Linked DNA regions of Mus musculus: all the other regions are linked to region 7. The links are chromatin contacts, called in public ChIA-PET, Micro-C and promoter capture Hi-C maps. All regions are on one chromosome and are shown on one strand. The core of a region is the stretch at or near the end of the contact, and the rest is flanking DNA. Distances in the headings are between cores, read along the strand shown. Region 1 holds the start of Vamp4 (vesicle-associated membrane protein 4). Region 2 holds the start of Cenpl (centromere protein L). Region 3 holds the start of Rc3h1 (RING CCCH (C3H) domains 1). Region 4 holds the start of Prrc2c (proline-rich coiled-coil 2C). Region 5 holds the start of Prdx6 (peroxiredoxin 6). Region 6 has its middle 36 kb from the start of Tex50. Region 7 holds the start of Suco (SUN domain containing ossification factor).

Region 1 (2,924 bases), core at 68-2,567, 690 kb before region 7:
TTATTCAAGTTCTAAAATCCAAGCTATCAGTTTGAGGAAGGAAGCAAACTCAGGCTAGACAAATAAACAAACCACCAGCAAATCAGCAGATAGATAAACGAGCTACCCTGGAACTACCCGCAACTAATGATATTTACAGATTAAAAATAAGTAGCGTAAATAAACTGTACTCAGAAATCAGAGTTGACTCCATTCTGCCTACAGTTCCTCCTACCAAAAATATTCTTGTCGTTAACGTGTCTACGTAGTAAGAGTCATCGTGATGTCTTTCCACGTCGTGGATGGAACACCACACGGTTCACTGAAGTGTCAACATCGCACGACTCTTACGTGTACTTCCCCGCTTGCTCAAATCTCTCGTATGCATCTTCTGTAGTACGTTCTCTATTCCGTGGCTTTACATGTAACGCACTTCTAACCTGTTGTTTAATCTACACTGGCTTTTTACCTCGACAAAACAAGCTCTATTTCATTTCGCTAAAAAAGCTCGAATCTGGCTGGGCACGGCTTTCCTTTGCTCAGCCTCCATCCCCCTCGCCAGTTCTTCCTCATTTCTCATCTGCAGTCTCGGCTGGTAACAGTTCCACGCAAATCGTGACTGGAAATCTTACTCGCAAAACCTGTTACGTGTAAGGATTCACCTCCACCCCCGGGTCATTCTAAGCACAGCGGGGATGCGCGCTTTCTCCGAACCCCCGAGGAAGGACCTCAGGCGAGCCTCTCTGGCCAATTCCTCGGCTCCCTTCGCCGCCGCCACCCCAGGCCACGCACCCCGACATCTGCTCGGAACTCTGGCCCCCGACTCCCCGTACAGGTGCCCCCTCGGGAACAGCTCTCCCCCTGGAGGGCAACTCGATCTCAAAGCTCCTCGGCCGCCCCAGCCCCTCCCCAGTCCTCGCGCCCCTTCCTCAGGACACCCCGGGCCCCCGGCCTTCCCCACTCGCGACCCGACCCTCGCGCAGGCCGGTTCCCAGCCCCAGCGGACGTTGGGGGCGGTAGGCAGGGGCGTCGCCTGGCTTCCTGCCTGCTCAGGCGCGCCGGGGCGGGATACCTGCGGTCTCCGATGGGCTCCCGGCAGCAGTCCCTGCTGGCAGCGCAGGGCAGGCGGGGGAGGGAGCGGGAAGCGGAGGAAGAAGGGTGGGAGGGGGAAGGCCGAAGGCGCAGAGCCGCCACCGCTCCGCTCTGCTGCAGCGCCCCCGCTCATCGAGCGACTCGGCGCTCCGCCGCCTGGCGCTGGGCAGAGGGGGCGGGCTCAGGCGAGGGAGATCGAGCCGCTCGGTACTCCGAGTCCTGGAGAGGGCGCAAGGGGGCAGGCTCAGGCAACGGAGATCGAGCGTCTCGGCGCTCCGGGTCTTGTCTTCTGGCGGAGGGGACATGTTCAGGCAATGGAGACCCTGAGCGGGTCGATCGCTTCCGTCTTTCTTGAACCCGGGAGAATCCCCCGGGGTTGTGACGTTCAGATCCGATGGAGGAGCACGTGGGTTGTACATGGGATGAGTAGGGAACGCTGAGAAGTCTTTCAACTGGAGCTGAAAGGGTGACTAGGATGTAGGTCCCGTAGAAGATGCTACTTTGCGGGCTGTCTGAGGGACCTGAGTAAAAGGGGCCGCATGTGATAAAATATCTGTCTGATACCATTTACAAAATTGCTGAGGGTTACTCAGTTTCATTCCTTTTGCTTGTAGCCTAAATGGCAGGATCCAAACATAGGGATTCAGGCGGGAAACCACCCTTACATTGCCATTCTGCCAATAATTCATCTCCTTTACAGTCTCTGCTTGACATATTTATTTAAAGAAGTCTGGCGTTGATAGACTTAGTCCAAAACTGTAGAAATGTGTATTTCTTTTCTTTTTTTTTTTAATTTATCCTCCTCCAAGTCTTTTAAGCTTAATGGTTATTAGTCCTTTGTTAAGAGTTTTTAAACTGTGGGGAAATATATTGCCAGTTATTTGATAGACACAAAAATAAGAAAAGATGCTCAGGGACAAGAAAACAAACCGGAGGAGGAAAATTCCAGGAGAAAGCCCTCTTTCACCCGATCTTTAGTTAGGGTTGCTGTTGGGCTCACTGGTTGAGAGTTTTCTCCTCACAACTTGGCTGACTTGGACTGAAATGGCCTGCCCAGATAGAAGGTATCTTAGTCTGTGTCTCTGGCAGGGCATGGTAGTGAGATTATCACGGAGTCACTAGACAGCCCAGAGGTGGTCTTTTGTTTGTTTGTTTCTATTTATTTAATGTTTTTAAAAGATTTATTATGTGTATGGGTGTTTTTGGCTGCATGCATATATGTGCATACACTACTATGTGTATGCCTGATGCTCTTAAAGATCAGATGAGGACTTCAAATCCCCTGGGACTGGAGTTACAGGCTGTTGCAAGCTGCCATGTGGGTGCTAGGAATTGAACCTGGGTCGTTAACAAGAAGGATAAGTGCCTTTTCTCACTGAGCCGTCTCTCCAGCCCCTTCAGTTGATGATTTTATCCGTATATTTGCTTACTATGCCGAACTTCCTTGCCTTGTTTCCTTAGCTAGTTAATGTCCTTGTCTGTTAACAGCATAAGGAAATACGATAGTAGAGCTACAATGGACATGTCATTCATACATGCCTTATTATTCTTATGAGTAATCTGTTATTTTTCTTTGTATTTAGTCATAATGCCTTAATTTGGCTACTTATTTTGATTGCTTTTGGGCCAGGAACATATGCCCCCACTCTTCTTTAGTAATGTGGGAGAGACCCTTTGACTATCACTAGCATTTGTGAAAACTTAGGAAATGTGATTTCTATGGTCAGCGTGAGTATCTGTCTTATTTAGTGTTCTATTGCTGTGAAGAGACACTGTAACCACAGCAACCTTTATAAAAGAAATCATTTCACTGAGGCTAGCTTACAGTTCTGAGGTTTAGTCCATTATCAGCA
Region 2 (2,975 bases), core at 248-2,747, 810 kb after region 7:
CCTTCTCATCAGAGCAGTATTGGGTTTGGCAGGAGAGCTCCTAGTCTTTTTTATTATTTTTGACTTTACAAATTCTTCCTGTCCATAGCAGCCATGCAGGTCCCACTTATCCGAACCCCTCTGTTAAAAATCTTCCATCAACTGAACTTTCCTTCAGAAGGCAGCGTCTTCCCTCTGCCACCACCTCCTCCCGTTCTTCTCCCCACTTGTTTGCTATTTAGATAGGAGTCTTCATCAGTTCTGTTTATACAGAATCTTTCTTTAAAGTAGGCTAACTAGTACAATAACTGCTAAGTATACATTACTTTTCAGGCATGTTTGTAAGCACTTAACAAAGATTAAGCCTTTAACGAATATTCTTTTGTTTGGGGGTGTTTTGTTTATATCGAGTGACAGTCTCTCTGTGTAGCCCAGGTTGGCCTAGAACTCACGGCAATTCTCTTGCCTCAGCCTCCCTAGTCCTGGGACATATCTGGTACTACTGTTCACTCCTCAAACGACCCTATTAGTAAGTACGCTGCTATGTTGCCAGGTGACTGGAGGGAAAGGTTCTACGAATTTCTCAATTCTTCGCCTCCTTTGACTCTTATGCCCGTGGCAAAGGGTCCTATCAGCCTCTTTCTAGTATCCACGGAACTATATCTCTCATCAAATTCTCTTGTACTCAGTTCCTAACACACAACTAAAACTCAGTAGTTTTTCTTGTGGTTAGTCCATGAAGAAAGTCCCTGAGTTAGTCACTGCAATATTGCCACAAAAGTCAACCCACTGCTCCCATACTAACGCTCACGTTGACGTTAGCTTCCGTTTGTACACATCTTAAATACACAAAAGCATTGCAAAGACAACAGTCACACAACAGAAAGAAATGCAGTACACGGCCAGTCGAGGACCCAAAAGCTCTTACCAAAACTATGTCGTAAAGACACTGTCATCCACTCCGGATTCACGAATCATCCTTCAAGTTTTGCTCCAAGACTACGTCGAGACGAAAGGTTTTGGTTTTTTAAGAAGAAGAAAGTGGCCAAAATGACTGCTTAAGAGAGAACCGAAGCAATCCCCGGTGAGTTCAGAAGAGACATCAGGAGTCCTGGAGTGAACCTAGCTTCCCTCAGGCTCGAGCAAGACCTGCGACTTCCCCCGGGAGAGACAGCTCGGCTTCCCAAGCTGCCCGGCTCTATGATCCTCGCTCTTCGGAAGCTGGCGCCGGCCCACGAAAAACAGGGAGTCCCCAAAGACCCTTCTCCGGAGCTCTCCGGGGATCAAAGGTAGACTTGAAAGTTCCGCTCGTCTAGGCGCTTTTCCACACACGCCACGCCCTCCAGTTTAAAATCATTTCCCGACTTGCCCTGCGGCCGACTCGGAAAGCCTCGCCTGTGGCCCTCCGATTTCACGTAACTGAAAGCAACTGAAGTCGTCATTTTAACTGAGGGCAAGGCTTGGAAGGCTTCAATCAATAGCCTCAAATTCCCAATCCCCTATTGCGCCGCGTTGTTCTTCCGTTTTCCAACCGGTGCGAAACTTTCCCGCATACTGCCGCCCACAATAAACATGGCGGAGGCGCCCTCGTCCTGATTGGCCGGAATCCTTGCGTAACTTTGGCGCTCGCCGGGCGTCAGAGGGACTGGCTTGTGGATGTGGTTTGTGTCTGGGTTTGAACCTCAGAGCTGTTTGGATTTGTTCGTCTTCACCTTTCAGGAAAATCCAGGATGGGCCGCCAGGTTTGGGAAAGTTGAAACACGAGGCTGCACCTCCTTATATTTCTGCTTATGCCCTGGTCACCTTCGAGATACGTGGGAATAAAGGGAGGACGCGCGCCTGGTGGCCGGCCTTCCGGCTGGGGCGCTCTGGCACTGGCGCTGCTGTTGAGGCATCTTCGGGGCTCAGCCTTGTTTAATTAAAGTGGGAACTGATGCACTGAAGGAAGCAAAGGCTTTCCCCCTACCCACTCACCTAAGGTCTCTGGAGACCTTGCAGGTCAATCTACTTTGTAGATACTAGAACGTTCAGCGGAGCAGGGTCTGGATGCATTTGCGTGGGAACTAGAATTTTAAGGGTTCCCAGGTATTCCGAAAACCGAGTTTTGAGCACCACCACACCTGCAGCGTGGGATTCGTGATTGTCTCTCCGGATCCCGGGACTTCAACATGTATCTTGGTTTTTGGTTAAGTCGTCTATGCAGGGGTTTATCCAGACCCATCGGGAAGACCATGCGGCCAATCTGGGGTTCTCTTTCCAGAAATCTGGCGTTGAGTTCACAAAGAATTCCAGGTGAAGGCAGCTACGAGCTTCCGCCTGTTTTTGACAGCTTGTTTCCCTGATTCTAACTGCATTTTAATACCAGGTCATTCATTCTCTTGATTAGTTATAATTAAGGTCCCCCCCTTGATTATAAAAAAAAAGTAGATAGCCTGTGTAGTGTATACTATTAGTAGAAAAACTAAAGTAATAATTTAAATAAAATCTTTTCTAATAGTTTATTGATTTACAAATGATTGTTATAAACTATACTTGTACTAAAGTTAAATACTAACTGCACTGTCAAGCAGGTAATTTCTAAAATTATATGTCACTTACCAAAATGGACAGCTACCATTTTATGTCCCTTCAAGTGCTAGTTTATGTACAAGGTTTAGATTTTTAAACAGAAGGCAAAATTTTCCTTTGGGGCAGTTATTTGCTTGGGCCTTGACACTTGTGCAGGTAAACACAATAGGGATATTGTATAATCTAGGCTATTTTATAAACTACATCAGACCTACAAGATGGCTCAGTGGCTTCAGGCACTTCCTGCCAAGCCTGAGTACCAGAGTTGACTCCCAAAACTCACACTGTGAATGGAAGAAGAGAACAGAATCCAACAAGTTGTCCTCTGACTTCCACAGGGGCACCGTGGCATGTGAGCCCACATACCTGTGGGTACGCACACATAAACACACACACACACATCTAATTTAAAATTTTTACAACTTCAC
Region 3 (2,700 bases), core at 36-2,535, 970 kb after region 7:
CTTCTCCAAATTTTGGGACAAACTGGAAAAAAAATGATTAGAATATGAGACAGACACATGAACTCCTAAGGGAGACAGATGAACCACTTCTCTGTCCTAAGTGCTTCCAGCAGATACCAAAGAGGTTAATGATATCGCCTCTGCTGTACACAATTCAAAATGGCTAGTTAGAAAAGTTCCGCTCAAACCTTAACAATCTGTCTCCGTGCTGCCAATAAGTGGCTTTGTTTCCAGTTTCACGGACTATTCTGGGATGTCAAGAGTTACATTATTGCTGCTTCAAAAAGAGCCCTTGTTTCGGCTAGCTCCCTCGGACCTGGGATGTGAGTACCGTGGTGTTTACAGAGACCTGATGTTTAGAACCTTGTTAGGAAAGGTCCACCCCTTACTACTCCATCCTTTACCAACAACCACATTTTGTGTGTTTTTGTTGTTGTACACTTATAGTCTTTTTGAAAAAGGCACCTGCACATGGTTTCGTCTTGGCCAATAGGGTTTATCTCCAGGAACTCCTGGGAAACCGACACCCTAAAACCCACTTGGCCAAGGGAGGAAGGGGGCTGGGGAGGGAGCAGCCACGCCTGGCAGCTAGGCAGGAGCGGCGGCTGTTTACAGGCGCCTACTCCCTCCCCCACCGCACAGACAGGGGTCCAAACAACATTTCCTGCGAGCAAACTCACCGCCCGCCCGCTGTCCTCCGAGGGACCTCGGAACCAGTCAGCCTCGGACCCCCCCAACCCCCCGCTCCCGCCCCAGCCTCCCCAGCCTTCCCGGCGTCCAGGGCGGCGTCCGCACCGCCCCTCGGCCTACCTACCCCGGCAGGCCCTCCGGGAGGCACGCGGAGGCCTGAGGCCTAAAGGACGCCGGCCACTGACAAGCCCTGGGGCCGGTCCCGAGCGCAGGGCGGGTGAGGACAGCCCCATCCCCGCAGTCGCTGCCTATTGTTCTCGGCCGCGGCCGCCCCGCTCCCCACACTGCCGACCGCCACTTGCTCACCGCTCTGGTCCGAGCAGCAGCTCCTCTCAGCTCCGAGTCCCTGCGGCCGTCGCCACCGTCGCGGCAGCCGCCGCCGCCGCCGCTGCCACCATCGACTCTGACTCTGTCCCAGGCCGCCGGACCACGGCCGTAGCCGCCACCGCCAGCGCCGCCTCCAGCCCCCCACCTGCTGCTGCTGAGGCTGCTCCTGCAGCAGGGGCCATCTTGTTGGTCGGCCTCCCCTTCCTCCTCCGCGTCCTCCGCCGCCCGTCGCTCGTTGTCCTCGTCCCCTTCCTCTTCCTCAGACTCCGGCCCGCCCCGAGACTGGGGCGGAGATGAAGGCGAGGCTCCTCCTCATGGGGCGTGGCCAACGGGGCGGGGCGTGGCTAACGAGGTGGGGCGTGGTCGTCTGAGGGCGGGGCCGGGAGGAAAGCTCTGAGTCACCGGCCCCAACGCCCTGTCGGGAGCGGGCGACGCGCCCCGCCCGTGTCTCGAGCGCTGTCGCGCCCCGAGTGGAGAAACTTGTCCCACCTCCTCCCGGGCCACCCGCCTGGCCTGTGGCCACAGTGCCTTTGGTGCTGGCAGGCAAGAGGCCAGGCGGTTCCCGTAAGCTCACTCCTATGGAGTCTCGCGCTGCCTCTGAGCTTGTCACTTTCTGAGGTCTGGACTCTTCCTCGACTCTAGCATCTTTTTTCTTATATGCTACCTCTCCCCAGCCTCACTCGCGCTTGTGTGTGTGTGTGTGTGTGTGTGTGTGTGTGTGTGTGTGTGTGTGTGTGTGTCTGTGTGTGTGTGTCTGTGTGTGTGTCTGTGTGTGTGTGTCTGTGTCTGTGTGTGTGTGTATGATGGCGTTTCTCTTAAGCTCTGGACTCTTCCTCTTGTATCTGTTTTGCATCCCACCCCTTTCCAGTACCCTGTGTTGTGGGGTGTGTGTGCACACATCTTCGACATAATTCGGTTTAGCCAAATTCTGGAGAACCGAAAGAAACGGAATTCTAATACTATATAGTATTAAATTTATATTCTAATTTTCACATTAAAACTGTCCTCAAGTCAACACCATAAAATGCTCCCCGCTCTCCTTCTGCTTCCTGCTTTGTCTGTGAAAGCAGAGAATTTGTTGTTCTGTCCTTTCTTTTTTTTTTTTTTTTTTTTTTTTTGTTCTGTTTTTGAGACAGGGTCTCTCTATTATATACCCTTGGCTATCCTAGAAATTCTTCTGTAGACCAGGCTGGCTTTGAACTCACAAGAGTTCCATCTGTCTCTGTCTTCCAAGTGAAGGAATTAAAGGCATGGGCCCCATGCCCAGACTGTCCTTTCTTCACTGTAAACTCACCAACATCGATTTAAAACAAACAAACAAATTACTTCCACATCTCACAAGAAACAATTACTGGGTGGCTGTTGGGCTTGTTTGGGCTTTGTTTTGGTTTCTTTTTTTTCCCCGTGGGTGTTTGATTGTTTGTTTGTTGTTGTTTTGGTTTGGCTGGGTTTGTTTTATTCCCGGAACAGAAAATCCTGGAGCCTGGACTGACCTGGAAGTTCTGAACCTCTGCTCCCTGAGAGCTCAGATTATAGGTATGGCCACCTAGCCATACCTGGCCAGGCTTTGGTTCTTGAGACAGGCTCTTGCTTTGAGACCAGGGTGGCCTGGAGCACGTTCACGGGCTCGTCTCTCACCTCATTTTTAATTTTTTTATTTTCTTGGTTTCTCTGTGTAGCTCT
Region 4 (2,772 bases), core at 83-2,582, 860 kb before region 7:
CTAATGGATTGTGGGAAAATAACCAAGGTGTTTTCTTGGTGAAAAGACAGGCCTCTCTCTGTCCTGTTCTATCAATCAGCAAATTATGTCTCATTTTGGAAGGTCTCTGAAGGGGCTAAGGGTTATAGTTCAGTTGGATTAGCACTTGCCTAACATGTTGAAGGCAAGCCCCAGATTCGAGCCCCAGAAATGCAAAGCAAACAAAATCTAAAACAAATGATCACAAATGTCAATTGGGGAAGAAGTTACTTGTGGTTACTGCGCTATTATTTTATGGTTGTTCTAACGTTGTGGTATCACCCCATGAATACATGCCAGTTGCAAGCGGAGGAGTTTACTCAGACCAGGACAAGAATCTTTGGATTTATTATACACTATAGATATCTCATAAAGTAGAGAAATATCACATACTCGTGGATTACCTTCTTTCCGTTGGGGAAAGGAAGACCAAACCTAGAGACTTGCATATATGTGACAAGATACTACGCGGCACTGAGGTACATGCTCAGCCCCCAGGTAGAATATTATCATTTTCCTTCCTCACTTCGGGTACTGCCTTGTCTCTACTATACACTTACCTAGTAAACATCTGCATGAATGACTCTTTTTTTTTTTTTTTTTTTTTTTTTGGCTTTCGAGACAGGGTTTCTCTGTATAGCCATGGCTGTCCTGGAACTCACTTTGTAGACCAGGCTGGCCTTGAACTCAGAAATCCACCTGCCTCTGCCTCCCAAGTGCTGGGATTAAAGGCGTACACCACCACGGCCCGGCCTGCATGAGTGACTCTTAACTGTTAGTTTTCTCTGTTAGGTAGTTGTTCCAAGAGGTAAACATTGCCAGAGGAGTCAGAAATAAACAGTGCCTTATTTTACACCAAAATTACAAATGCCGAAGGTGGCCTCAGCAAAGCACGCCAGTCGCTTTTGTCCCTAACACTTGGATTATTTTTTTCACTCCGAGGTAACTTCGGTCTTCTCAAATTGCCACCACACCATGGCCCCTCACTTTGCCCCCCCCCCCCCCCTAAGAACATTCGGTCAAAGCGCAGGTTGTAAACGTTTATGTTCCTCCATCAGTTGTTGTCAATGCACGGAGACAAACCAAGTCGTGATTCCTCACGGAGGGCTCAAGGTTTTTGGAATCTTCCCAGGTGGAAAAGCTTTGTCTCCGAAATGGCTCTGCTTGACGAACTCCCTCCTTCCAGTAGGAGGTAGCGTTGCCCTCCGCCGCAGTCGAGAAGCGGCGGAGGCTGTCACGTGACCCCGCAGCCTCAACCCCTCCACCCCCCCCGGGGCGGTCTTGCGGAGATTTGCCTTACGTACGCAACGTCATGACGTAGCACGTAGGGGCTGGCTAGCCGCCATCTTGCTTCTTTTTCTCGCTCGCTCTCACCCTCTCAGGAGGTAGCGAAAGTGCTTTGGCGGTTTGTACGGCGGTGGCTCGGGCTTTCGGGACCGAGCGGCCCTGCGGACGGTCTCTCGAGGCAATCTCCCCTCCCCTGACCCTGATCCGTCCGGGGCGAGCCCCTTGGAAGCGCGCAGACTTGGTTCTCAACCCTGGCGGGTAAGGAGAGCGAGGGCGTCCGGACCGTGAAGAGGCCCGATGGAGGAGGGAGGGAAGGCACGGGCGCTGGAGCCAGGCCTGGGGGCCCGCGGCGTCTCTCCCTGGGCTCCCGGCGTCGTGCTGTCCGCGGAGATCCGGAGCAGGGCTCGTCGCCCATGTGCGCGGCGTGTGCTGCGGCGGGGCGGCCCTGCGATGGCCGAGGGAGCCTCCGCCCGCGCGGGGCCTGCGCGCGCCGTTTTTCCACGGCGTGGAGGACGGTGCCCGTGGCGGCTCCGAGCGCTCTTAGTGCCTGCGGATGCTCCTGTGGTGATGGCTGGCGTTTGCAGCCAGCGGTGTGTAGTCCAGGGCGGTCGTAGAGGCTCTACCAGGACCCAGGACCAACGAACCCCACTTCCGCTGGGGACAAGCTGAACAACTTCTTGGAGGATTTGAGTAGTCTTTTCCTCCCTCTAGGCCGCTCCAGCCCGGCATTTGTGGGAATACGGCTCGGCTGCTGCCTGATTTTCAGAGAGAGCGTTTAGTATTACTGGTTGCTAGAGTAGAGACCCTAGTTAAGACCGAAGAAAAATAGCATGGGAGCCAGTGAGGACTCTTGCTTGATTTTGCATATAAGGACCGCTCTGATCTCTTTAAAGGGGATGTATATTTGTTTGAAGTGTGTTCAAGATCTTTGGGGTGGGGGGATCCAACTTGCCTAGTAATTCCTGACTCTTAAAACTACCCGGATTTCCGCATTGGCTGGTCTTCAACCTCGGTTCATAAATTCATACCCCAGCAGGATACTTAGAATTGTACAGTAGGCGGCCCTCCTGTTAGGGTTTCTCTTTGGGAATGCACCAGAAGAATCGGAAGATGCTTGCTTCATCGAGTGCTCAGGAGTCAATTCCCGCTAATAGACGTTACAGAGAGGGTGGTATGAAGCGGCCACCACGTCTGACCTCTAGCATTTTTTAAAAGTAGATTTAAGCTTCCATGTTGGTCATTAAGATGCTGCTTTGGCTGGAGCCATTTTTAGGTGTGTGTCACAGATGCACTGCAGCATCTTTTCTGGCTGGCTCCAAATGCATTGATTCTCCAAAAATTAGAAATAGATTGAGTTTGCATATAGAAAAGAAGTTTTTATATGATTTTTCTGGGATGAATTTGTCATAATAAGCTTTTGGGTTTTTTTGGGGGGGGTGTCTGTAGGTGTGTGTGAAGAACATAGAA
Region 5 (2,985 bases), core at 394-2,893, 630 kb after region 7:
CTTTGATAGAGATCAGCCACTTTGAGTCTGCATCCAGTCTCTTTATTGTGGTGTATCTGATTTTTAGCCCATCTTTGCAACACTGCTTATAGTTCCTTAAGGTCAAGCTACCCTGCTTCCCTACTGTGAAAATACATAATAAATAAAGTGAAGATACGTGCTTTCAAAACAGAAGGGTGGAGTCAAGCTAGAGATTAAGTTACCTTAACTTTAAAACGCATGGCAGTAATCTCTGTGAAGCAGGCAAGACCAGTATGCATGCAGACACAAAGACAGGGCTTATCACCATGATGAAAACGCAGGGTACAGTGGGTCGCTGCACTCAGCACCGCCACACGCTTTCCTTTAAATCCGTTGAGTCTGTTCCAGAGGATTCCTCACACCGAACAACAAACACTCACAGCTCCCCTGTCCATATCACCTTACATGATATCATAACTGCACTTTTCCTGTAAGAGCTGGGACTATGTCTCACATCAGGCCTCGCACGGTGTCTAGCTAGCAATAAGGAAAGTGAGAGTTACTGCGTGAATTGTGTCATCTAATAATAGCTACCACTCTGAGAGCACCTGCCATGTTCTAAGTAGTCTACTGTCCTGCAGGCTTCCCCAGGCTGGGCCACACAATCTGAAGCTGACCTCCAGGTAGCCTCACTTAACTTACATAAACTCGCTTTAGTTTCTCCAGCTAGGACTCGGGGCTTTCTAATACATTGTCCTCCACCACACCTTAGCGCTGGCGATTGGACCTAGGGCCTCCCACACTCCAGTCAAGCATCCTGCCGCACACCTGCTTCCTCATTCCCCTTTATTTTGAGACAGACTCTAAGTTCCCCAGGTTGGCCTTGAACTTCCTCTGTAGCTCAGAATTTACAGTCCTTCTCCTTTCTCCAGAGTAGTTGGGGTTTCTGGTTTGCGATCACCAGGCTGAGCTTCTAACAGATTCTGGTTTCTGTGCAGAATGTCTGCCATCTGTCTCTAATAAGGGCAGGCATCTTTCTCCACTTTGTGCTTAGGAAATAGGAAGTCAGTGGATCAAAATGTCCCATTTCTTCAGGTGGGAATTCACTTGCATACACTCGATCTCAAGAAGCCTGTTGTGAAACCTATATTTAAACTTTAGGAATAATGTGTTGAGCATTTTATAAGGAACTCCAGGAATGGGGAGGCAAAATTTAAAAAAAAAAAAAAACGGTTCTTTCCATTGCCCTCTTATTGACATTGGTACAGAATGTTTGCTGCAATAAGAAAGCCACTTCCTCTGACTTAGCCCACGTCACAAGTCTGGTTCTTGCCACATCCTGAAAAACTTCTGAAACCCAGGTTGGCTGAGTAGTCAGTCATTCAGCCAACTACTAGATGCTCATAGTAAAAGAGGGCTATACCCCAAGACCTCTAAATTGTAAGTCCAACAGGGGTGAGAATGTCAGAGGATTTGCGCTAATTCCGCCTTCTCCTAGAGCATCTTTGCAGAGCCGCCAGATCTACAAGTCCCCGCAATTCTCGGTCTTGCGCTTCCTTCCTATTGCACGTGGCCTTCTTTAGCTCCAGAATCTCCCTTGCCTGCAAGCTCCACGTGAAGAACCGCAGCCGCCAGACTCGCGGTCGCCCCACCCCGCCCCAGCCCCGCCCCAGCCCCGCCCACTCGGCCAGCACTGATCTAGGTCTCCGCAGGAGCCCGCCCGCTGCTCACTGCTGCGGCTGCGCCTCCTTGTTCTCAGCGTCACCACTGCCGCCATGCCCGGAGGGTTGCTTCTCGGGGACGAAGCCCCCAACTTTGAGGCCAATACCACCATCGGCCGCATCCGCTTCCACGATTTCCTGGGAGATTCGTAAGTGGCCACCGCGTTGCCCTGCCAGGTGACGGGTCCCCAGAGCTACCTGCCTCGCTTCTTTCCGGGTTGCGCTCGGCCGCGGCGGGTCTCTGGCTTAGCCCCTCACCGGTTCCCGCACGTGCCCGCCGCCGGGGTCCTGCCGAGCATCACCGGGCATTGCTGGGGACCTGCGACCTCTGCCCGGCCCTACGCCGATCAGCGGATCCTTCCCTGACCCAGCGTGGCTGGCCTGGCATGGGAAAGGAGGTCCTTGCCGAGGACGGTTTGTTGTCTGTTTAACCTGGTTTTGTAAACAGTGTTGGGTTTGTGTCGGGGTCGATCTGAAAGCCCAGGGGAGGTGGGGCAGGGTTGCTCGGTGTTTGAGGTCATTTCCCGGGACGCTTGCCCAGGGTCGCACTGCCCGCCCTCCTGCCGCTCTAGAAGTTGTACCTTGCGGAAGGTGGGTGCCTAAGGTCAAAGTTAGAGCACACAGCCACAAATTAAGGGCTGTCCCGACGTTATCTGGGTTCCTCTTAACTTCGGGGAGTGTTTGCGGACTTCTGAATTAAAAAACAAAACAAAACTACGGTGCCAAGTAAGTAGCCAAAAGACTTTTTGTCCAGAGCCTCCTTCAGAGGTCAAAAATAAGATTATATGTAACAGCTTTGGGAGCACCCAGAAACACTCTGTAGGCGTGACCGTGATTCTAGAAGAAGCAATGCTTTGAGGGAAAGGCTGCGACCATTTTGCCACTCTAGGCCATTCCAAGGCTAGGACACGTGTGCCTCCCCACTTGGAGACTCTTTTGTTTCCCAGTGGTCCCCTCCCCCTCTGCTTTGCATCAGCGCCTGGCCTTGCTGCTGATAACAACAGTGGTGGCCACAGTGGCTAGGTATGCACCGATTTTGTCTTAGTTTTACAGCTCCTGAATGCACACATTGTAAGATGCTTAGTTTCAGTCCGCTTTTTGCATACGCGTCAGGCTATGTTGTGGTTCTGGAGTTTCAGTGCCCAATGACACTGAATAAACAAACTCTTGGGTCTGTCTGTGTCCTTTTCGTATCTAGTATGTATGTATGTATGTATGTATGTATGTATGTATGTATGTATGTACGTGAGGACAGAGCAGTTTATGAAACTACTCCGTGACCAGGCAGGAAAGGAAGCATTAG
Region 6 (3,108 bases), core at 190-2,689, 680 kb after region 7:
CTGCAAATGTTTTGATAGGGGACAACTGTCAAACTCTTATTTCCAGTTTCTTTGAGTACATGCTAGTTCTTATTTTTGTCTGATATACATATATATATATATATATATATATACACATATGTATATGATCTTGATTTATTTATTATCATATATATTCTTGCTGAGTTTTAAACACATTTTTATCAAATGTTTGTGTTTCTTTTTTTTAAATAAAGCTTATTCTTGTAATTAACTGCATCAGTTCTTAGCATGACTTCAAATATATTTCTGAACACATTCAAGAAATTGATTTTTTATAAAGTTACTGACTACCAATTTCCATTTCTTTTTTTTTTTAAGATTTATTTATTTATTTATTATATGTAAGTACACTGTAGCTGTCTTCAGATACTCCAGAAGAGGGCATCAGATTTCATTACGGATGGTTGTGAGCCACCATGTGGTTGTTGGGATTTGAACTCGGGACCTTCAGAAGAGCAGTCGGTGCTCTTAACCACTGAGCCATCTCGCCAGCCCCATGTCTGTGTTTCAATGACTTGAGCCAAAGTGACGGAACATTTTTGGTTATATTGATAAATGAAAATAAGGAACTTGTATTGTTAATTATGTGAGAGTCCCATCCCAACTCGAAAACGTGTGTGTCTGGGCTGGGAATCCTCTAACGTGAAAGGGAGGCTGAAACGCCTTCTGCGACCCGGTCCTGGCACTCTGCCCTTGGCTATCATCCATTTAATCTGTCTAAGGGGACACCAAATATTGGCTGCAAACACCTCCATTCCTATTAGGAAGAAGAAATGAACCAGCATTTATGAGCCACCCTGTCTTGAACACAGTAGGGAGCTGGCAAAGGCTCAAAAACAAGTGTCTGGGATTGGGGAGAGAGACACGCCCCGCCCCCCTCCAGGAACAACTGTCACTCAGAAGGAGGTGGGAGGAGCTGTGTACACAAGGAGCTCTTGCCAGTCCCTAGGGTAGCCGCAGCTCACAAGCATAGCAAGCTTCATTAATGCATGCAGTGCCTTACACAAATGGAGTATTGTTAGACCGATTGTATAGAAGAGACAAGCTTAAAGAGGCTAAGTATTTCCCAACGTTGCTGATTGACGGAGTATATCTGGATTCTGTCTACTCAAAAACACATTGAGAAGGAATGTTGGTTCATTCGATCAGCACGTATTAAATTACTGTCGGGCATTTGACCAACTCTAAGCTTGGCTGAAAGGAGGAAAAACTAATCGAGTGAAGAGCTGACTATGAGCGCCACTCATATTCAAGAGGCTCACAGTCTGGTAGGGAGGTGGAAAAACTGAAGTAAGGCATCCACAAAACTTTCACAAAGGAGCAAAGAAATAAAGCTGAAGGAAACGAGCATTCCGTGAATGTTTTCGCTAGTTTGACTGGCTCAGGGCAGTAAGCAACCACTAGGTGGCGATATATCTACAGGAAAAAGAAAACTGCCTTTCCTTAGCTAGAGGTGTAAGAGACGGCTGAGATCTTCATTGGTTAAAGTTGCTCCAGTGTATGAGGGGAGCAAAAGCAGTTTGGTCATAGTTAATATGGTTCCTGGGAGCTGAAACACCTCAAGTCCCAATTTTACAAAACTGAACTAACGGAAGGCCCACTGGGGCTGGGTACAGTTACTCCTGCAACTTACCCGATGCCCCAGCTTCTCTTCCTGACACAAGCACTCTTGATCTCCCCACTCTCGTTTCCCACCTTCTAGATTCAAGAAAAGATCGCTATTTGAAAGGACCTTTTAGTCTAGTGAGTGAAGGATGACGAGCTTGGAAAGCCCTCGGGAACTTCTCCGCCAACTTTTCCCATTTTATGGGGTGAGCAGCTCAAGAGTCCAGACAGAAACAACTCCATGACGATTCCGCTTCTAGGGCACTGCCATGGACTTACTGTAGGGTTAGAGAATAGAGCTCAAAGGGCTAAGAGTACCCAGACATAGGAGCGCAAAGACATGAGGTTACAATGAGAGGCCAGGAGAGAACTAGATCTGACAGAGAGGTGATGTGACAAAACACAAGTGGGTGGGTGGGGGGTGGTAACAGACAGGAGGAAGACATGAAGCAGGGGAAAGGAGCAGGGCAAACCAGGACTCCCAGGCTCTCTAGTAGGATGGCAGTTCTTGTGTTTGTTTGCCTTACCAAGGTAAAACGTCATGTACACCAGTGAGAAACAGAGAACAACGTTCGTCAGTGTGTTGCTAAAGAGGTCGGTCAATATAATCTGGATGACTCTCGTACACCAATAGCCACATATGGTGCTTCCAAAAACATCAAAGCTGAGTCCGATGATTATGTGTAACTCTAAACATAAAAGAAAGGAGAGAAAGGGGAGAAAGAAAAACGTGAGTTAACCATCTGGGTTTTGGCTTGTTTGTCTGTGTTGTTTTGTTTTTTTACTGACTGCACTCTGGTTTGTAAACAGGGGGCCTGTTCTTCCTCAGGCAGAGTGCCCTGTGAGAGTCTGATAAATCTACTTAATGTAGACTTCCCCAGGGATGTAAGTGAGCCCCCACTTACACGCTGGTAAACAATCCCAATGAAACTCCTTAGGTCACACACAGAAAGACATTAGACAGGAGGGCTGGCTGCAGAGAGGAACAAGGAGTGTGGGGAAAGAGACAGGAGAGACTAACAGGAGTGGATACGATTGAAACACATCATGAAAGCATAACTAAGCCCGTTACATGGTTAATGCGTGCTAATAAGCCATTTTAAAATTATCTACCTGATTTCCACCAACACTTCCTTATGCTTTTGGTCCTCCCCACCCCCTCTTGCAGCTACCACAAATGTGTCCCCAGGGCTCATGTCTCCCCTTCACGCTGTGCTGATTCCTGCCATTCTTCTCTAGCTACTAACGAGACATCTAGAAACCTGTCAGGGGAATGTATTCCGCATCCCAGGCACCATTAGCCACACAAATCTGGCTGTTGTCCCCCTAGGATTGTTTTACCAATATGCATTAGTTGTTTGCCTTCACCCTCAGATCTAAGACCACGCACAACTCTTAGCATCCACCAACTGAGATACATGCTGATCCCAGCTAGAGGGATAACCTGGGCCGGATGATGCAATTGGTCTATGTGTGTATGCA
Region 7 (2,916 bases), core at 292-2,791:
AAGGGTGGGAGAAGTGGAGGAGGTTAATGGGTATGGCGGTGCAGATAGATGAGAGGAACTGAAAATAAAATAAAATAAAATAGGAAGGGAATGACTGCTCCTGGGCATGGTAGAGGAGGTTTATACAAGGGAGACATAGCCAGAGACAGGGGCATCTGGACGAGTCCAGAGTGAATACGAACCTGAGCAGGGGCCATGTGAGGAAAGTGGAGGAGGCAAGGAGAGCCAGGAGACCAGGAGATCAAGAGGCCAGGAGGGTAAAGGGCAGACCAAAAGGGCCAGGTAACCAAAATGGCTGGATTATATAGGGAAGGGTGCATGAGGGAATGGCTGCCCAGCCCCTGGGCTGGAGAAGTTTGGAGTAGGGGCTGATGAGAAGAATCCTGCAACTAACTGGTAGAGACTGAAGAATGCTGGGAGAACGTGGCAGCCAGTTCTGCTTTGATATGTTAAATAGGCACACGGGAGACTTAGAGGAAGGAACTGCTATACTAAGAGGCCAAAAGTCTAGTCTCTTCCAACTGCTGTCTTTCAGGATCAGTAAGCTACTTGAAGAGATGTCTGGCAGTAGCCACAAAGCATTCTGAGATTGCACACCAACGCTCCCTAAGTAGGATTCTGGGCCTCAGCTTTTTACAGATTTTGGGGTCTCCATCTGTGAACACCACTTCTTTTTTTTTTTCTTGTTCACAGCAAGTATGTGTAGGAGTTCGCTTTCTCTGCTTCCAGACGCCGAGAGTCCGTAGTGTCTTTTCTGCCTTGCAGCAGCAAACCCACAGCCCGAAATTAAAAGAACAAAAAAGAACACTAAAGCTCTATCTTAGGAATCTGGCGGGCAGGTAGGAATTCTCACTTAGGTGAAAGAAAAGCTCAGTCCTTCCCAGCCAATCATGTGAGAGGAAACGTTGACACGCCTCTTTCTACCTTCCAATCATCATCTACCTCAGTAAGCCCGACCCACTGCCGGTAAACCGACTTTTAAATTGCATTAGCATGCTTTCTCCTGACCCTCTCCAGTCATTCCAGGCCGTTCCATGACTGTGCTCCAAGGAAGAATTATAGACTTAACAATGACAAATGACAAAGCTAGTCAGTCTGAAGGTGAGAAGTGAAAGTGTAAAACTCGAGAACCAAACCCGCGAGTTCTACGGAGGAAAAAAAAAAAAGGCGGGTTCGGGCAGGAGGACTACAAGCCCCAGATACCCGTGCGCGGAGGCGGCGCGTGCCAGCGAGAGTGGGCAGGCCATTGAAAGGCGGAAGACCGAGGGTTACAGGACTTCCTGTTCGAGCGCCAGCGAGTGGGTGGGACCTGCGCAGGTTGGGCGGCGGTTGTGGCGTTTTGGAGCTTTGTCAGCGGAGGGGGCGTGGCCCGCGCTGTGACTTGTGGAGCGCGAGCCGAGAGGGACGTGGGTGACGCGTCTCCTTCCACCCAGCTCAGTGGAGTGCGAGGTGCGCTGGCCCGGCCGGGGATTGGCTGCTGAGAGGCGAGTACGCGGCGGCCGTTGGTCGCCGGCAGCACGGAGCGAGGGCCCGGGCGGGCGGGGCGGGGATGGGGAGGCAGTGGCGGCGAAGGCCGGAGGAGGCGGGCGCGGGCGAGCGGGCAGACAGAGCGGCGGCGGCGGCAGTCTCCCGAGCGCTCCTGTGAAGCGTCCCTATTCCCGTTGCCGTGGGCCTCTCGGGGAGGCCATCCGGGACGCGAGCCGCTGCGGAACCGCTCCCCAAGCCCCACTGCTCTTCGGACTCTCGGTCCCATCCTCGCGTTTCTGCTCCGGCTCCTCCATCTTGGCCTCGACAGTGGCTGCTGTGGGGAGGATGTGCCGCCTCCTGGCAGGGGGAAGAAGGAGGAGAAGATGAAGAAGTACCGGCGGGCCTTGGCCCTGGTCTCCTGCCTCTCTCTCTGCTCTCTAGTCTGGTGAGTAAGGGGCCGGCCTCTGGGGACTTCCCGTGGGGATGAAAGAGGGAGTAGGTCGGGTCACACCCCCAAATCATCTCGGCTTTTTGGGTTGCTTGGTGCTCCTGCTCCTAAGCCAGGGACACAGCGGCCACCCAGCTCTTCCTCTTGTGGTTTACGAGTTGTGTTTTGGAATTTGCAGAGTTCCAGCAGGGAGAGAAGGGGATATTGGGGATCACTTTTTGCCTTTGTACTCGGGTACCCCATCACCGCAGTTAGGGCAGTTTGGGTAGTGTTCAGAAAGCTAGTGAGTGAGTTACTCAGTTTTGCTGTCAGTTCATTTGCTTTCGTTATGAGGTAAGGGCAGGGGCGAGTCAGGTGTGATGTGTTCCGGACCTGTGATTTTGAAAACGTGAGTCGTCATGAGGGTAAGAGTAATGTCTAAACTGTTGTTCTTCTGGTCAGGTCTTGCACAATCTTGACCAATAGTACTTTTGGGGCTGCTCCTTGAAACCCTGCGGCGTGGGGCGGGCGGGATCCCTGATGAAGCCCTTTTTCGGTTAGCCTGGTGGGAGAGGATTATCACAGATGTGGAGTCAGCCATAGTTTTGGGGCATGTTCTTTGGCACTAGAAAGGAAACGGTTTTTGCGACCCGCTCTGTCCCTTTCTCTGAAGTTCTATGGAGTTCAAGTTAATTTCAAGCACATCTCTGGATGTCCAGGAGCAGACATAGCTTATGAACCAAAGGATTGCTAAAGGTGTACTTGGAAAAGCCATTCTTTCTGAAGGAATTCCCAAAGAGCCTTGAGACTTGGTGACTGAAAGTGATGGCCTTTGTGTTAAAGAGATTTTGCTTCTTATACTAAAATCTAAACACACTTTCTTATTTACCTTATGTCTTCAAAGCGCCAGTAATAATTCCCTTTTTTTTATGGGTGTAATGGAATCCAGAGGTGCTCAAGTTGTAGAGTTGTTGCTCACATAGAATAATATATTAATATGGGCTCAAGAAAACACTTGTCTG

The links. Promoter capture Hi-C pulls out the DNA fragments that hold promoters and counts their contacts. A called contact is a pair of places that touch in the nucleus more often than the background predicts. ChIA-PET counts read pairs in DNA pulled down with a chosen protein or histone mark.
Region 1: a contact with region 7 is called in a Micro-C map of embryonic stem cells, with 12 times the contacts expected there. The contact joins the promoter of Vamp4 here to the promoter of Suco in region 7. A contact is called at or near these places in 5 of 39 promoter capture datasets (frontonasal cranial neural crest, hippocampal neurons, liver and 2 more), 6 of 484 Hi-C or Micro-C datasets (Sertoli cells, cerebral cortex, embryonic stem cells and 3 more), 6 of 115 datasets of contacts at active chromatin or transcription factors (astrocytes, bone marrow-derived macrophages, embryonic limb bud and 3 more) and 2 of 9 other capture datasets (adipose tissue and liver).
Region 2: an RNA polymerase II ChIA-PET map of memory CD8 T cells shows a contact between it and region 7, with 143 read pairs. The contact joins the promoter of Cenpl here to the promoter of Suco in region 7. A contact is called at or near these places in 3 of 39 promoter capture datasets (cranial neural crest, hippocampal neurons and pre-B cells), 3 of 484 Hi-C or Micro-C datasets (Sertoli cells, muscle stem cells and reprogramming fibroblasts), 5 of 115 datasets of contacts at active chromatin or transcription factors (astrocytes, cardiomyocytes, embryonic stem cells and 2 more) and 1 of 9 other capture datasets (liver).
Region 3: a contact with region 7 is called in an RNA polymerase II ChIA-PET map of memory CD8 T cells, with 39 read pairs. The contact joins the promoter of Rc3h1 here to the promoter of Suco in region 7. A contact is called at or near these places in 1 of 39 promoter capture datasets (pre-B cells), 2 of 484 Hi-C or Micro-C datasets (both in embryonic stem cells), 2 of 115 datasets of contacts at active chromatin or transcription factors (astrocytes and memory CD8 T cells) and 1 of 9 other capture datasets (adipose tissue).
Region 4: a promoter capture Hi-C map of pre-B cells shows a contact between it and region 7, with 2.8 times the contacts expected there. The contact joins the promoter of Prrc2c here to the promoter of Suco in region 7. A contact is called at or near these places in 5 of 39 promoter capture datasets (cranial neural crest, embryonic stem cells, hippocampal neurons and 2 more), 4 of 484 Hi-C or Micro-C datasets (embryonic stem cells, muscle stem cells, olfactory sensory neurons and 1 more), 4 of 115 datasets of contacts at active chromatin or transcription factors (astrocytes, bone marrow-derived macrophages, embryonic forebrain and 1 more) and 3 of 9 other capture datasets (adipose tissue, liver and pancreatic islet).
Region 5: an RNA polymerase II ChIA-PET map of memory CD8 T cells shows a contact between it and region 7, with 614 read pairs. The contact joins the promoter of Prdx6 here to the promoter of Suco in region 7. A contact is called at or near these places in 1 of 39 promoter capture datasets (embryonic stem cells), 9 of 484 Hi-C or Micro-C datasets (B cells, CD4 T cells, CD8 T cells and 5 more), 9 of 115 datasets of contacts at active chromatin or transcription factors (astrocytes, embryonic stem cells, extraembryonic endoderm stem cells and 6 more) and 2 of 9 other capture datasets (adipose tissue and liver).
Region 6: an RNA polymerase II ChIA-PET map of memory CD8 T cells shows a contact between it and region 7, with 5 times the contacts expected there. The contact joins the enhancer-like site here to the promoter of Suco in region 7. A contact is called at or near these places in 2 of 39 promoter capture datasets (hippocampal neurons and pre-B cells), 3 of 115 datasets of contacts at active chromatin or transcription factors (bone marrow-derived macrophages, memory CD8 T cells and pancreatic cancer cells) and 2 of 9 other capture datasets (adipose tissue and liver).

The regions. Positions count from the first base shown.
Region 1 is chr1:162,568,908-162,571,831 of GRCm38.p6, reverse strand. Vamp4 (vesicle-associated membrane protein 4) reads right to left here and starts at 1,317. Exons shown (of 8, transcript NM_001356527.1): 1 at 1,052-1,317.
Region 2 is chr1:161,069,289-161,072,263 of GRCm38.p6, reverse strand. It overlaps Cenpl (centromere protein L), which reads right to left and starts at 1,497. Exons shown (of 5, transcript NM_001159930.2): 1 at 908-1,497. It overlaps Dars2 (aspartyl-tRNA synthetase 2 (mitochondrial)), which reads left to right and starts at 1,604. Exons shown (of 17, transcript NM_172644.4): 1 at 1,604-2,271. The coding sequence starts at 2,148.
Region 3 is chr1:160,904,996-160,907,695 of GRCm38.p6, reverse strand. It overlaps Rc3h1 (RING CCCH (C3H) domains 1), which reads right to left and starts at 1,285. Exons shown (of 20, transcript NM_001024952.2): 1 at 997-1,285.
Region 4 is chr1:162,739,116-162,741,887 of GRCm38.p6, reverse strand. It overlaps Prrc2c (proline-rich coiled-coil 2C), which reads left to right and starts at 1,332. Exons shown (of 35, transcript NM_001081290.1): 1 at 1,332-1,563.
Region 5 is chr1:161,249,868-161,252,852 of GRCm38.p6, reverse strand. Prdx6 (peroxiredoxin 6) reads left to right here and starts at 1,643. Exons shown (of 5, transcript NM_007453.4): 1 at 1,643-1,831. The coding sequence starts at 1,737.
Region 6 is chr1:161,194,007-161,197,114 of GRCm38.p6, reverse strand. It overlaps the pseudogene Gm6185. Among named protein-coding and RNA genes, the nearest start is that of Tex50, 36 kb to the right of the region's middle. Within about 2 kb of position 1,439, at least 271 of the 459 cell types and tissues checked have an H3K27ac peak or open chromatin away from gene starts, as enhancers often do. A contact at or near this core is called in adipose tissue, bone marrow-derived macrophages, liver and 3 more, where this site is marked.
Region 7 is chr1:161,875,307-161,878,222 of GRCm38.p6, reverse strand. Suco (SUN domain containing ossification factor) reads left to right here and starts at 1,541. Exons shown (of 24, transcript NM_001357402.1): 1 at 1,541-1,912. The coding sequence starts at 1,851.